3 separate regions of the Mus musculus genome follow, and all the other regions are linked to region 3. The links are chromatin contacts, called in public promoter capture Hi-C maps. All regions are on one chromosome and are shown on one strand. The core of a region is the stretch at or near the end of the contact, and the rest is flanking DNA. Distances in the headings are between cores, read along the strand shown. Region 1 holds the start of Rab5if (RAB5 interacting factor). Region 2 holds the start of Ndrg3 (N-myc downstream regulated gene 3). Region 3 holds the start of Edem2 (ER degradation enhancer, mannosidase alpha-like 2).

Region 1 (3,083 bases), core at 271-2,770, 1.1 Mb after region 3:
AATTCCAAGCACCTGAATGACTGCGCCCAACTATCTGTAGGAGATATGTCGCCCTCTTAGGCAGCAGGCACACAAAGTGGTGCACACACAGACACACACACACACACACACACACTGCAGGCAAAACACCCATACTATGGAATGAAATAATTATTTTTAAAAAGAAAAGAACTCGGATTTAGAGTAAAATAAACCCAACTACTAACTCAATGATTCCAGGCAAATTACTTTGCCTTTATAAACTCACTGCATAAAAGTGATGTTCCGGGCTGGAGAGATGGCTCATAGATTAAGAACACTAGCTGCTCCTCCAGAGGTTCTAAGTTCAATTCCCAGCAACCACATGGTAGCTCATAACCATCTATAATGTGATCTGGTAACCTCTCTTCTGGCCTGCAGGCAAACATGCAGCCAGAACGATGTATACATAATAAACAATTCTTGGGGGGTTTTTCTTTTCTTTTGTTTTTTAGTGATATCCCTTAGCATAGCACATCCTGTGTGGCACCATCTGGAGGATGGGACTGATTTTGCTCATTTGTCTGTTTGAGGCAGCATCTCTCACTCTGTATGCTAGACCAGCTTCGCTGTGTAACCCAGGTCAGACGGGGCACGGGATCTTGGAATGTAGCCAGGCCAGCCTAACATTCCTCCCCGGGTTTGGACTGCAGACGAGTCACAGTGTACACCACAACGTGTCTTTGTACAAGTTCGCAGGGGGTGCTGCTCCTTCTGTCCTTTCAAAACACATCCTGGGAAGTGCTAACAACACACAGTGAGGACGGGGTAGCTAGCCCGACACCTACTACTTTTCTATTCCCCCTAGTGGGGTTCTCCCCTGGTTTCAACTTGCCTCATCCTTAGGAAAGAATTTCTCTCTTGGGATCTCAGCTTCACATTCGGATCTCAGAAGAGAACGCTGAGCAAGAGGAGACGTTAGGGTTCACAGAATTGTTTTTTTTCCCGTTGAGACAGGTTGTCGTGACCGGGGACTTACCATCCTCCAGCAGGTAGACAGGCTTGCACCATCGCCAGGCGAGGGAACTTTGGTTTGGTTTTTGTTTTTGTTTTGTTTTCCATAGTCATGAACAAAGTCGTGAATAACGTGTAGGTTTAGGAGAGAACGCACAGAAGGTAACTCCAGTGGGGCAGCCCAGGGCTTCCGGGGACCAAGGACCCGGCTCGGGAGGCGGAGCAGGATGCAAGGCCACTTCTTCTTTGTGTCGCTCCGGGGGACGAGCCGCGGCTCAGCCGGCAAGGAAACGTACAATCTCGGCTTTCCTCGGAGGGGCTGTGCCTCAGTCTTCACAGCGCCTCCTCGCGCACAGATCGCCTCCGGGCCGCACTTGTCCCTTCTCGCTCACCGTCCCCTGGCGTCCGCCGGAAGCTTCTGTCACTTCCGCCCACCGGAGGGGACGCTCGCGTCGAGGCGTCGCCGAGCTTCGGAGCCGACCGCCGCGTGGCCGCCGATTGGCTGCGTGCGCACGTCATCAGGGCCCCGCCCCTCCCTCGGCGGCGCCTGCTCCGTGGAGCTTAGCGAGCCGGCCGCTGGGCAGAGCGAGCAGAGCCTCGGCGGGCCACTGTCCCTCGCTGCCCGGACTACCGCTGCCGCCCCGCGCGCCGAGTCCCGCGGTCCCAGACCCCGACTCCCTTCGGCTTGGCCCGCGCGCCCCACGCCCGGCTCGGGCGGCGCGACGGGAGGATGAGCGGCGGGCGGCGGAAGGAGGAGCCGCCTCAGCCGCAGCTGGCCAACGGGGCCCTCAAGGTGTCCGTGTGGAGCAAGGTGCTGCGGAGCGACGCGGCCTGGGACGACAAGGTGCAGAAGGCCCGGCGAGGGAGGACGGGCCCGGGTCTCCCTCGCCCCGGCCAATCGGCCGGGCGCGGCCATGGGAGCAGGGAGCGGGGTGCCAAGGGGGCCGGCGCGTAGTGGAGCGAGCGGAGCCCCTGCTATCCCCCGCCGTTTGCTCCGCAGGATCCGGAGTAGTTAGCGCTTCTGAAGACTGCGCACGTGCCGGGTGCGGAATCCCTGAAGTGCGTTTACTTTGCACATTGCGAGGGGTGGCTCTGTCCTTGCTCGCTTAGATGAGAAAGAAGACATGCCCTGTGAGCTTTAAGATTCGAGAGCCGGTTCTAAGACCACCTTAAGAGGGTGTGAGTTAGTAAGAAAGTCGCTAGACATGGGTTAGAAGAGGTTGGGGACTTAAAGATGCACTCGCTGGTCATCTCCAGAGGATCTGAGCCTGGACGCCTCCTATCATTGCTCCATTCTGTGATCTTCAAGCCTGTCACCATTCAGCCCGATTCTAGATGGTTTGAAAAGAATGCTATATTTGGACTCCTTCCGTTGTTTGGACTGTTGAAATTGGGCTTCCCTCCCTTCAGTTCCGCCATGGAGGGGGGGAGTACTTCCTGAAGGTGCCCTTGGCCTGCCCCCAGCCCTGCCCAGCTCTTGCAAAACCTGTCGTCTTTGTGAACTGCTGTGTCATATTTTTTATCTTCCCCGGTCCAAGGACTGGTGTCTGGAGTCCAGGGCAGTTCACAAACCTGAGTGCTCTTTGTTGGGTGAAACTTAGATGAGCTGGCACAGGCCTAAGCACACACTTCTCCACCACCACACTTTCCTAACTCTGGCTTTCTCAAAAGTCGCTGTACAGGAAGGGTGGGAACTGAAGTTAATAGTTTTTCTTCCTGGAGACTCTCTAGAACTTAGCTGGCCAGCCAAGGGTTATCTGTGGCCAGGAGCACAGTGCCCATTGTCACTTCAAAACAAACTTCTATTTACGCAGCTTCTTTTAAAGAAGTAACGACTTCTCTAAAATATGGTAGAGAACAGGCTCTGGAATTAGTCACTTAATAGTCTAAATATATTGTTTCCCATCACACTTTAGTAGAAGGAATGACAGAAGAACCACATATGGAGCAAGGTGGTGGTGGTAGTGCACTGGGAGGCAGAGGTCGGGGAATCCCTGAGTTGCAGGCCAGCCTGGTCTACAGAGTGAATTCCAAGACAGCCAGAGCTACACAGAGAAACCCTGCCTCGAAAACAACAACAAAAAAGAACCACATATGGGGACTAGAGAGGC
Region 2 (3,333 bases), core at 671-3,170, 1.3 Mb after region 3:
AAAAACTCCCATGTAGGCTAAAGAAGCATATACCTGCTCCACTATCGGGGAGACTTCTAGATGCAAGACCATCATCTGCAAACTTTCAAAAACAAAAGGGTGGACTAAGGCTGATACAGGATAATCTGAAGAGAAATATAAAGGGAGGGACAGCAAAGAGAAACTGGAGGGCAAGAGGACCAACAGAATAGCAATAGAACATTAATTACCCTTTGAGTAACGGCAAGGAACAGCTGGAACTCAGTTTTTTTTTTTTTTTTTTTTTTTTTGGCCAACCAGGACCCAGGCATTTGGGGGTGCAAAGACTGCGCCTGACCTGGCCGGGGATGGGGGTGGGGTTGGGGGGGATCTTACTGAGGATAAGACCCGGGCCTGCAGCCTGCTATGTATTATTTAATTCTAGTTAGGAAAATTAAGCAGGGAAGATGAAAATTTTGTGGAGCCTTTGAAGTGTGGAGGAGGATTTGCTAAGGGAGGAAAAGGCAGTTTGTGCTAGTTATTTTGGGGGCAAAAAAAAAAAAAAAATCAACACATTTTTATAGCTGTTCATTTGGAACTCAAATCAAAGGAGGTGTCTTAGATTCTTCACCACCGTGTCAACGCTTTCTCGTTTTATCTTAAAGCCTGAAAATGCTCAAGACCAGCTTTGGAGCAGAGCCAGAAAGTCCCAAAAAGAGGTGATACTGGCTAAATCTGCTCTGTCACCTCCACAAGTCCAGCCAGCCCAGCCAGCCTAGTCCTGACAGCTAGAAAAGAAATGCTAATTATACCTTGGGGGGCTGGGGGGGGGACACCCTGGGGGAGGGGAGTGGGGTTGACGCAGGAGAGGCTTACTGTGTTCTACCAGGGAGCCACAGGGGAGAGCCTCTCAGCTTAAGCCATGAGGCTCCAAGTCTACCTGTGACATGCAGGAGAGCTCTGCAGGGGGAAAAAACGGCTTCGAGAAAAAGAAGGGAGAAAGCACTGGATAGGGAAGCAGCGAGGTACAAAGGTGAACCGATCTTAATAAAACCTTTAGCAAGATCCCTGGCACAAAGCGAGTATTTGGGAGGGAGCCAGTTCACGTTAACATCGCGATTGTTATCACAACAGCATTTCCACCGTACTGACCAGAAGATAATTCTATTCGTAGCCCACTTTTACGACCTTTAAAAGCAACTCTAGATAAATGACAAGTGTATTCCCCACCGCCCCAAATTTAAAGATACAAGGTCAAACCCCACCAGCTCTGGCTGTGAAAGCCCCACCGCCTCTGAGTTAAGAGAGCTGGCCGTGTCACTTGTCAGTTGCATGACCTTGGACGCGACATTTCACCTCTCCGTGCCTCAGTTTCTTTGGCTACAAAGTGGGCTTTAGACAAACCGTGGTCCTGTGGTCCCAGGAGAGAAGAGTGCCTCTGTGGCTTTGGGAAGAAACCCACAGAAGGCGAGTCCAGGCCCCTGTCAAAACTCTCTGGGCTGTGAGGGGCAACGGGGTAGGTGGATGCTCAGCTCTAGGAGCTCCGTGCTCCGCCGTGAGAGGCGGAGAACGGGTGACAGCCTCAGGGGGTTCCAGCGACGGAGGGTGCAGACCTCTGTAGCGACGCCGGACCCCAACAGGTCACACGCTGCCCTCCGCCGACTAGGTACCGGCAGGGGCGCGGGAGGCCGGGCTGAACGCGATAGGCTCGGGGGGCTCAGAGAAGGCCGACCGCGAGGACCCGGGGCTGGTCGCGTGGCCATCGGTCCGCAGCGCACAGAGGAGCGACACCCGGGCGGGCGTACCGCGCGGCGCGCCCTCCGCCCGCTGTGGTAGAGGCGCTCACTCACCTGAAGCGCTAGCGCGGGGCCGTCAATCTACAGCAGCAGCGGCAGCAGCAGCAGCAGCAGCAGCAGCAGCAGCAAGGAGGGGGGGCGCTGCGCAGCGCAGGCGCGCTGAGGATGCCGGGGGTTTACGCATGCGCAACGCGCCTGCTTACGCTAGGAACTACAGACAAAATGGTGGTCAGGCCTACAGAGTCTCTAGCAGCGCCATCTTGGCTGTAGTTTTTCTTCTTGCGGTGTCCCGGAGGCTGTTGCTCAGAACTGCCAGGAGGGGATGTGAAATGTTTTCTCTGCACACCTACCTCTCCCTCATGGTTGAATTATTAGTAAGCTCTTATGGGCCATGACATACTTGTTTTAACAAGGTTTAAAGCTACACTCAAGATCATCTGGCACTCCTGAGCCTCAGGGATTCGATTTCCAGGAATCAAATTCCTAGTCCTCTTCCATCTTTTACAAATGGCAGCCATATTATTTCCTTCTTGAGTAGAACAAGAGAGTTGGTTACTTCACACAAAACAAACAAAAAACGACTGAACATATTATTGACTCAACAATTAAAGATTTTCATTGTTAATTGTGCATATACGAGCATCTGTGCAGGGCAGTGATGTTCATATAAATGTAGCAGATTCCTACTAAAGACAGCTGCAGAATGTTGAAATGGGAGATTACAGACATGAATTCCAGTCCTCTCTACGAACAGTGCACATCTAAACACTAAGTCATCTCTCCAGACTAGAATCAAAACGTTGCCTGCATGTGCTGGCAACTTTTATGTCAATTTGAAATAAAGTAATTTGGGAAGAGAATCTCAGTTGAGAAAAGGCCCCTAGTAAATTGGACTGTGTAGTGTATTTTCTTAGTAATGACTGATAATGGGAGCACCCAGCCTACTATGGGTAGGTGGCCCTGGAGGGGATAACAAAGCAAGCTGAACAAGCCATGAGAGAAGCTGGGAAACAGCACTCCTCTATGGCACAAGGGTCACCATACCTTTGGGAGCTGACTCTTTCACAGGGCTTACATATCAGATATTTATATTTGATTCATAACACTAGCAAATTAGTTATAAAGGAACAACAGATAATTGTGTGTCTGGGGCTCACCTCAACATGAGCAACTTATGTTATTAAAGGGTTGTAGCATTAGGTAGGTTGGCCTATTATCAGTTTCTGCCATCTTCCTTCAGTGAACTGTCTACCTAGAAGGGTAAAATTAAACAAACCCAGGCCAGGCCCAAGCCAATCTGAATGAAGGCAAAACTAGTATTGAAGGCATTTTATTACATGATTTATATTTTTTTTTTTTTAAGATTTATTTATTACATGTAAGTACACTGTAGCTGTCTTCAGACACACCAGAAGAGGGCGTCAGATCTCGTTACAGATGGTTGTGAGCCACCATGTGGTTGCTGGGATTTGAACTCTGGACCTTCGGAAGAGCAGTCGGGTGCTCTTACCCACTGAGCCATCTCACCAGCCCCCACATGATTTATATTTAACTGTTAACAAAGCACTGAACTGCAAGT
Region 3 (3,049 bases), core at 92-2,591:
TGGTTGAGAGCACTGGTTGATCATCTCATACCCACAGGGCACCTCACACTGTCTGTAGTTCAAGTTCCAGGGAACCTGACACCCTCACATGGTTATAGATACAGGCAAACAGCCAGTGCGCACTAAATCAATAAATCATTCTATAAAAACGAAGCAAAACAAAACAAAACAAAAACCAACTCAGGATTACAGCCCTAGTGTCAGTTTTGGCTAATGCAATGATTCTTTGCTCGACTGGGTTCTTTATTCCAGTGAAAATGAAAAGATGATATGGTAACACAGAATTACTAAACGAAAATGAATCAGGTGACTTGTATGTATGGCGGTGAGAGGAGTTGGTATGAAGCTAGACGGGAAATATTTTTCAGTCATAAAGAGTACACCAACTACAAAGGGTCTTAACTGTGGGGAGAATAACGTTCCTCCTGGGCCTGTGCGCCCACCTATAAAATGAAGGAGTTGAGTTTCCTGACTCCCGGGAGTTTTTTCAAAATATTTTGTGACTCCAGAAATGTCCCCAAGTCCTCATACGTGGTTGCCTGTTCGGCTGAGGTGAGTCCAGAGGGCTAGCCTGCCAAGTTAAGCCAAGACTTTTTTGTACTGTGAAAAGCTGTGTAGTTCTGACAGCGCTGGTTTGGACTGAGGGGACGGGGTTGAATCAGCCCAGGTCGGAAACTTTCCACAATCAGTGAGACCATGAAGCCACCAGCCCTCCTATGATCCCGGCCAACCCCCTTGGCCCTCAAGCTGGCTCTACCTGCCCCAGGTGTCGTGCCCATCACAGGTGAGAGGTCTCAGCTCATCGTAGGGAAAGGCATTTTCCAGGTAACTGTCGTAGGCGTGGTAGAACATGGCCTTGACTCGCTCCCTGGTTCGAGGGATGAGAAATAAGGTAGGGGGCCAGAACACAAAACCAGGCGGGAGAAAGGACCAGACACAGGACGGAGAATGGGAACCACAAAATGATTTCTGCCGAGGGCCCAGCAGCGGGACCAGAGCACGTCAGGGTGGGGGTCCTGGGGTGGAGGGAAGGGAAGGGACCCGGTGGGCGCTTGCCACTCCCCAGCCGTAGAGAGCGGGAGCCTGGCCCCCTTCACCTGTAGTGGGCGGGGTCGGGCGCGGTGCCGTCGGGGCCTGGCGCACCATGGTGCAGGGGTAGCAGCACGCACACGAGGCCGAGCGGGATGAGTAGCCGGAAAGGCATAGAGCTCGTGTCCTGTCAGTGCCGCCGCAGCAGCTGCAGCCACCGCCACCAGCTCATCCTCCGAGCCGCGGCTGGTTCTTCCGGGGATACGCACCACGACGCCTGCGCGTTGGGCAAGAAGCCTCTCACTTCCTGACTACAAAGCCCAGGATGCAATGGGCGGTGGAGCCCTGGCAAAAGAGCATCTCGGGATTTCTGGTCTACAGAGAGGAGTTCAACGTGTCTTAAAGACAGTGGTTGCTGTGGCTGCTGTTAATAATGTTTTCACAATCCCAGTTTCTGTTTGTTGAGCACCTTCGGTGAATTAAAGTGTTAGGAGCACTTTACAGGCGCCATCTAGTTAATTTTTGTTTTTTTTCCAAATACCTTTTAAAGGAGGGGCTAGCAGGTACTCAAGATTTGAGCAGATGCCTATGTAAATATGGATGAAAAATGTTCGGCTTTGACTATAATAGACACAGGGTTTGACAAACCATTGTGTAAGTAAACTCTAGAATTATTTTCCCAAAGCCTTAAGGTTTCCAGAAATCCCTTTTGTTCTAGGAATTCATACATTTATGACGGTCTTTCACTTTAGGGTGCCATGAAATCACGGTCCCTTCAGTCTCTAAATCAACCCAGGACTTTACCTGGACCATCTCAGTGGCTGCCATCCCTGGTGAGAATGAAGACCCAGCATTCTTCCTTTAAGAACATCTGGGCCGGCCGGGCGGTGGTGGTGCACGCCTTTAATCCCAGCACTTGGGAGGCAGAGGCAGGCACATTTCTGAGTTCGAGGTCAGCCTGGTCTACAAAGTCAGTTCCAGGACAGCCAGGACTACACAGAGAAACCCTGTCTCGAAAAAACAAAATAAAACAAAATAAAAAGAACATCTGGGCCAGTTTCCCCACTCTCTTGCTAGGTCCTAGACTCTGTTAGTGCGCTATCTACAGCAACCCCCTTCTCTTTGGTCAGTGGAATGAGCTGTAGACAACCCTAGATTTGAAGTTCGATTGGGGTTCATTACGACTCTACCATTCACACATAACCTATATAACCTTAAAGGAGTCCCTCTCATCCTCCAGGCACAGCACCCACATTTATGAAAGGGTTTGTCTAAACTGATATTTGAGATCCTTTTAATTTGAACTTTTCTTTAATTCTAGCATTGCCCAACTCTTCTTTGCTGAAAAATTCAGAGGGAAATGGCTGCTCCATTTATTGAGCAAAGTGCAGGCAGACTCTGCCTTCTTTGGCCCAGTTGTTTGTTTGTTTGTTTGTTTGTTTGTTAATTCTTGTTCTTTGACAATTTCATATATGTATGAATATGTTCTGGTCACCGCCCCTCCCCCATTACCTTCACCATTCTTCTCTCCTCCTTTTTCCTCCCAAACCCCTCCTACTGTCATTTTTTGTGGTTGTGATTGGGGTAGATTAGGTTTAATTAGGGCTGCTTACATAAGCATAGGTGAAGAGTTATAAGCAAGTTTGGAGCACACAATAATATTATTTATTTATGTACATGAGGATTTTGTACATAATTTTGTGCATGCCAGGTCACCTCTGAGGCCAGAAAAGGGTGTAGAGTCCTCTGGGTCTAGAATTATAGGTATTGTGAGCTTCCATGTGGTGCTAAGACTCAACCCAGGTGCTCTAGAAGAGTAGTTAGTACTCTTAACCATTGATCCATCTCTCCAATCCCAATCCAGCATTCTTGAAAATATCCCTCATTAAGTGTCCCAAAGTGCCATCAGTTGATAAACAAATTAAACTCCATATCTAACCCAAAGTGGGTCCTAAATTCAATAAAAAGGTTTTAGTATAGATGGGTCAAGGGTCAATGTGTCAGTGTTAAATTGGGGCAG

What was found. Promoter capture Hi-C pulls out the DNA fragments that hold promoters and counts their contacts.
Region 1: a promoter capture Hi-C map of pre-B cells shows a contact between it and region 3, with 2.1 times the contacts expected there. The contact joins the promoter of Rab5if here to the promoter of Edem2 in region 3. A contact is called at or near these places in 1 of 39 promoter capture datasets (pre-B cells) and 1 of 115 datasets of contacts at active chromatin or transcription factors (microglia).
Region 2: a promoter capture Hi-C map of pre-B cells shows a contact between it and region 3, with 5 times the contacts expected there. The contact joins the promoter of Ndrg3 here to the promoter of Edem2 in region 3. A contact is called at or near these places in 2 of 39 promoter capture datasets (liver and pre-B cells) and 1 of 484 Hi-C or Micro-C datasets (B cells).

What each region holds. Positions count from the first base shown.
Region 1 is chr2:156,861,602-156,864,684 of GRCm38.p6, forward strand. Rab5if (RAB5 interacting factor) reads left to right here and starts at 1,521. Exons shown (of 4, transcript NM_026124.3): 1 at 1,521-1,816. The coding sequence starts at 1,703. It overlaps 5430405H02Rik (RIKEN cDNA 5430405H02 gene), which reads right to left and starts at 1,344. Exons shown (of 3, transcript NR_027914.1): 1 at 998-1,344.
Region 2 is chr2:156,990,191-156,993,523 of GRCm38.p6, forward strand. It overlaps Ndrg3 (N-myc downstream regulated gene 3), which reads right to left and starts at 1,921. Exons shown (of 16, transcript NM_013865.2): 1 at 1,809-1,921.
Region 3 is chr2:155,728,134-155,731,182 of GRCm38.p6, forward strand. Edem2 (ER degradation enhancer, mannosidase alpha-like 2) reads right to left here and starts at 1,342. Exons shown (of 11, transcript NM_145537.2): 1 at 1,098-1,342; 2 at 758-868. The coding sequence starts at 1,204.